Linked DNA regions of Ovis aries: region 2 is linked to region 1. The links are chromatin contacts, called in public Hi-C maps. All regions are on one chromosome and are shown on one strand. The core of a region is the stretch at or near the end of the contact, and the rest is flanking DNA. Distances in the headings are between cores, read along the strand shown.

Region 1 (2,700 bases), core at 46-2,545:
TTTTAAAGCAGGGAAGCCTACTTTTTAAAAATGAAAATATACAGAGAATAAGCTCCTAGTACAACTCCCCAGGATTAAACAGGACACACAATGAGATGTGAAGATTTTGTCATATTTGTCACTAATCCGTTTTCTTTTGAAGAAATAAAATGTTACAGATTACAGCTCAGTTCAGCTGTGACTCCCATGTTCCACCCACAGCCAACCTCAGTGGGAGTGGGGGCTGCAACCTCCTGCCTAGGCTTTTCCCTACATATTTATGCATGCATGCTAAGTCGCTTCAGTCATGTCTGACTCCATGCAACCCCATGGACTGTAGTCCACCAAGCTCCTCTGTCCATGGGGATTCTCCAGGCAAGATACTGGAGTGGACTGCCGTGCCCTCCTCCAGGGGATCTTCCCGACCCGGGGACTGAACCCACGTCTTCTGTCTGCTGCACTGGCCAGTGGGTTGTTCACTGCTTGCGCCACCTGGGAAGCCCCCATATTTATGGTGACAGTTAACTTGCAGTGTTGCTTTGTGTGCGCCGTTTACATAGCCTGCATGTGAGGGGTCTCATACAGCGCGCAGCACTCTGATTTTATGCGTTCCAGGTGAGGTCCTCTGATGACAGTCTTGGAGAGGGGTCCACCCTGGTCAGGAGGCTTTCCCTACCCTCACCTCACTCCCATCCCCACAGCTGCCCCAGTTCACAGGCCTGTGGCCCAGGCAGCCATACAGGGCTCAGAGGGGCCCCACACCAGGCTTAACACTCTGCTTTCTCTGTCTTGAAGTTCTTAGCAACTTTTGAACGAGGGGCCCACATTTTCATTTTGACTGGGCCCTACTGATTGTGTCGCCATTCTGATGACATGGAACATCTGCTGAGCCCCTATCCTATATCAGGCTCTGGCCCAGGCCTGCCAGAGCACGGATCAGCTCCATGAATCCTCCAAAGACTGTGAAAGACATGGTTCCCATCGACCCATTCTGCAGATGAGGACACTGAGGCTCAGTGAGCTCCTGACTCAGAAGCCCATGCCCTGAAACAAGAGGCCCACTTCAAAAGTCAAATCTGGCCCAGCCCCTTTTCTTTTAAAACCAAGGTCTGGAGAGTTGAAGGCTTCTGCAACAGACCTGGCCTGTGCGCCACAGAGCCACGTTCCGGCTTTCCCCACCAGAGCTGCCTGGCTTGTTGGTGCTGCCTGGGCCCCGGAGGCTGAATTCATTTCACCACACTTCCTCTCCCCACGGGGACTGTCTCAACTTGGGGTGAACCAACCCCAGGGTTAATCAGAGCGCCACTTCCTCTTCCCGGAGAAGACCTCTCACAACCTGCCTGCTATAATTAGCCCCCGGCCTACCCTCCCTGGCTGGGTGTGGCTGGGCCTGCGGCTGCTTCCCTTCTGGCCTTGCAGAGGGGTTTCCACGCTGCTTCTCAAGAACCCCAGGAGCCTGCAGGGCTGCGGTTGTGTAGGGGGGATGCTCAGGCTCCCAGGCCCAGGATGGGGATTCCTCCGGCTTCTGGACAGGCTCTCCCCTTCTCCCCCCTGACCCCCTGCAGCACCCCTACCCCAGGGGATATCAGGCAATGTCTGGAGGTATCTTTGGTTGTCATCGCTGGGCAGGGGGTGCTCCTGGAATCTCAAAAGAGGCTAGGGGAGCTGCCACACAGCCCTCAGTGCCCAGGCTGGTCTCACCACAGAGAATGTTCACGGGCTTGAGTCTGGGGGACAACATAGTAGTGAGTGGCCGGGGGGACAGCGGAGGAGAAGAGGTGGCCAGCATCAGAGTGGTGTCCTGCAGAGTGGACAGGACAGGATAATGTCTCATGGTGACAAGGGCCTTGTTGAGGAGGAGCTTGAAAGGGGCCCACTGAGCAGAGACTTGAGTGATGGGGGAGATCTTGGGGGGATATTTAGGGAGAGGGAGGCAGGTGCAAAGGTAGGTGGGAAAGGATTTTGAATGTGGGTGAGGAAGTGAGATGAAGCCCGGGAGGAAGACAGGGGTCATTTCCTGCAGAGTCTCACGGGCTGAGAAACAGGAGTTTCACTTTTTGTTGTTTAGTTGCTAAGTCGTGTCCAACTCTTTTGTGACCCCACTAACTGTAGCCTGCCAGGCTCCTCTGTCCATAAAATTTCCCAGGCAAGAATACTGGTTGCCATTCTTCTCTCCAGGGGATCTTCCTGACCCGGGGATTGAGCCTGTCTCCTGCTTGGCAGGTAGATTCTTTACCACTGAGACACCTGGGAAACCCAGGAGTTTCACTGGCAGCCTCTAAAAACAAAAGTGCTGAGAGGACTGGATGGGGTGTTCAGCTTGAATTGGGTGCCCCCTGGCCAAGTGATTTTGGAAAAATTACTCTTTGGGGCTCCAGTCCCCTCTCTGTCACCCTAGGGGCAGTGCTATGATCCAGTCCTCCCAGGGGCCTCCTGTGAGGGGCTGGGATCAGGACTCAGGTGGGTAGGTGACTTTCCATTCTGTTCTGAGTGTATAAGAGTGACCCACGAGAGCTATAAACTTGAGTCCCAAGTGTGGGTGACCTCCAAGACCCAGGCAAAGGTCCATCAAGCTCAGGCGTCATTGCAAAGTGGACAAGTGTCCACAGGACTGTTGGAGAGCCCTCTTCAACAGCGACCCCATGTGGTAGTAAGCGGCCATGGCCGCAGTGAAGTTTAGGGGAACAGGCCCCACCCCTACCTGTGGGTTGAAGATGACCT
Region 2 (2,700 bases), core at 133-2,632, 38 kb before region 1:
CTGATTTATTTCCTAATGGGTAATATATTGTATAGTTAAAAATCAGAGACATTACTTTGCTGACAAAGGCCTGTCTAGTCAAAGCTATAGTTTTTCCAGTAAGTCACGTATGGATGGGAGAGAGTTGGGACTATAAAGAAAGCTGAGTGCCAAAGAATTGATGCTTTTGAACTGTGGTGTTGGAGAAGACTCTTGAGAGTCCCTTGGGCTGCAAGGAGATCGAACCAGTCAAGCCTGAAGGAAATCAGTCCTGAATATTCCTTGGGAGGACTGATGCTGAAGCTGAAACTCCAGTACTTTGGCTATCTGATGCAAAGAACTGACTCATTGGAAAAGACTGATGCTGGGAAAGAGCAAAGGCAGGAGGAAAAGGGGACGACACAGGATGAGATGGTTGGATGGCATCACCGACTCAATGGACATGAGTTTGAGCAAGTTCTGGGAGTTGGTGATGGACAGGGAAGCCCAGCATGCTGCAGTCGATGGGGTTGCAAAGAGTCGGACACGACTGAGCAACTGAACTGAACCCGTTTATTTGTCTTGTTCATAGCGGCTTGGTGGGGCTAGAGTGTGTTCTGTGCATTTCTGCATCCCCCACACCCTAATAAATATTCCTCGAATCAATTATATTCGTGTATATAGATCACACACCCACACTCTAAAATTCCTCGAACTAATTATATTCATGTATATAGACCACAGACACACACACACGCATGCACGCATACACACATACATTCTCAACAAACGGGGCTTCCCAGGTGGCTCTAGTGGTAAAGAACCTGCCTGCCGGTGCAGAAGACATAAGAGATGAGGGTACAGTCTGTGGATTGAAAAGATCTCCTGGAGGAGGGCATGGCAACCCACTCCAGTATTCTTGCCTAGAGAATTCCAAGGACAGAGGAACCTGGCAGGGTATAGTCCGTGGCGGTCACAAAGACTGGGACACTACTGAAACTACTTAGCACCTGCGCGTAAAGACAAAAATCATTTCACCTTCAATACGTTGTTGTACTGGAGGCAGCACTGGGAGAAACGCCGACTCACTAAACACGATCTGAATCGTGTACATCTGGTTCGCTAGATTGTGATCTATACGAGGAGAGGGGCCTGGAACCCAGCGAGCACGGAACAGGTGCCCTAGAAAACCCGGATGTTCCCCCTCCGCAAGTGCGCGCCCTGCTCCAAGTGCTTCCCCACCGCACGTGGGACGCGGTGGGGCAGGACCTGGACTACGCTTCCCGGCGCTCCTCGCGCGCCCGGGGCGGGGCGGGGCTGAGGCTGGGGGCGGGGCCGGCTTTATAGGGAGGGGCCTGGGCGGGCCGGGGGCGGGGCCAGGGCGGGGCCGACTACAAAGCCCGCGGGGCAGGCGCTGAGGCGCAGGGTGCCCGCAACGCCGGCTGGAGCGCAGCGCAGCGCAGTGAGGCGCGCACGGCGGGAGCGGCCCGCGCGTGGACGGGCCTGGCGGCTAGACCGGCGCCCCTGCTGCCCCGCTCGCCCCCCCACCGCCCTCAATGAGCGCAGCCCCACGCGGCCCGGGTCCGTAGGCGGCGGGGCGCCCCCCATGCTGCTGCAGCCCGCGCCGTGCGCCCCGAGCGCGGGCTTCTCGCGGCCCCCGGCCGCCCCCGGCGCCATGCACGGCTCGCAGAAGGACACCACGTTCACCAAGATTTTCGTGGGCGGCCTGCCCTACCATACCACCGACGCCTCGCTCAGGAAGTACTTCGAGGGCTTCGGGGACATCGAGGAGGCCGTGGTCATCACCGACCGCCAGACGGGCAAGTCTCGCGGATACGGCTTCGTAAGTGGCCCCGCGGCCGGACGCTCCCGCCCCGCACTTATCGCGGCCGGGGCGCTGAGTCAAGCGGCGGGCGCACGCCAGCCCCGGGCGCCTCCCGCCGGCTCGGCACCTGCTGACCGTTCTCGGGCTGCAGCCGGTCCTGACCCCGTCTCCCTGCCCCCACGCCACGCCGGCTTTAAAAGGGAGAGCCGCTCTGTTCAATTAGAACTCTTCTAAGTTTGTGGAGAGGTTTTGGGGACAGCCGGCTACTTTTCGGCACTTCCTGGAGCAACAGGCGAGCGAGGAACAGGGCTTCACCCTGGGGCACCTAGGAGCCTTTGAGCAACCCGTGTTTTATTTTCCAGCAACTCCCAGACACCCCAAACAACCTGAGTCGGTTGAAGAGTCGGCCTGAAGACACTTCTCTTACTCCTTTTCTAACTAGGGTGTCCCCAAACCCCTCCCGTGAGGAAACTGGTGGTCCCCACGGGCCGGGTAGGCCAGGCCAGGACCCCTCCCTCCCTTCGGGTTTCGCTGTCGTCCCCGGGGATTGTTTTTGCCCTTCAAGGCCGCGTTTCTTAGCGCTTGAACTCGGAGGGAGGAGCTGGGGTCCAAGGGCAGCTTTGGGGTGGGGGCCCTAGGCTGGACGGGGGCTGGGCGGATGCCTTGGGTAGCGGGCACCTGGAGTCAGGAGAAGTGAATGCCGGGGTGCCTGGGCTCTAGAGCCCACTCTCTGCTTCCCCCACCTTCTGGGGAAGCCCCTGATGCCTCTGTGCTCTTCCAGGTGACCATGGCCGACCGGGCAGCCGCAGAGAGGGCTTGCAAAGACCCTAACCCCAACATCGATGGTCGCAAGGCGAACGTGAACTTGGCCTATCTGGGTGCCAAGCCGCGCAGCCTCCAGACGGGTGAGAGTCCCT

Evidence for each region. A called contact is a pair of places that touch in the nucleus more often than the background predicts.
Region 2: a Hi-C map of muscle shows a contact between it and region 1, with 1.9 times the contacts expected there. The contact joins the promoter of RBM38 here to the enhancer-like site in region 1. A contact is called at or near these places in 6 of 16 Hi-C or Micro-C datasets (blood, liver, muscle and 1 more).

Annotation. Positions count from the first base shown.
Region 1 is chr13:58,395,911-58,398,610 of ARS-UI_Ramb_v3.0, reverse strand. RBM38 (RNA binding motif protein 38) reads left to right here. Exons shown (of 4, transcript XM_060396987.1): 4 at 1-169. Among named protein-coding and RNA genes, the nearest start is that of RBM38, 38 kb to the left of the region's middle. Within about 2 kb of position 1,295, at least 5 of the 54 cell types and tissues checked have an H3K27ac peak or open chromatin away from gene starts, as enhancers often do.
Region 2 is chr13:58,433,704-58,436,403 of ARS-UI_Ramb_v3.0, reverse strand. It overlaps RBM38 (RNA binding motif protein 38), which reads left to right and starts at 1,382. Exons shown (of 4, transcript XM_060396987.1): 1 at 1,382-1,801; 2 at 2,565-2,688. The coding sequence starts at 1,565.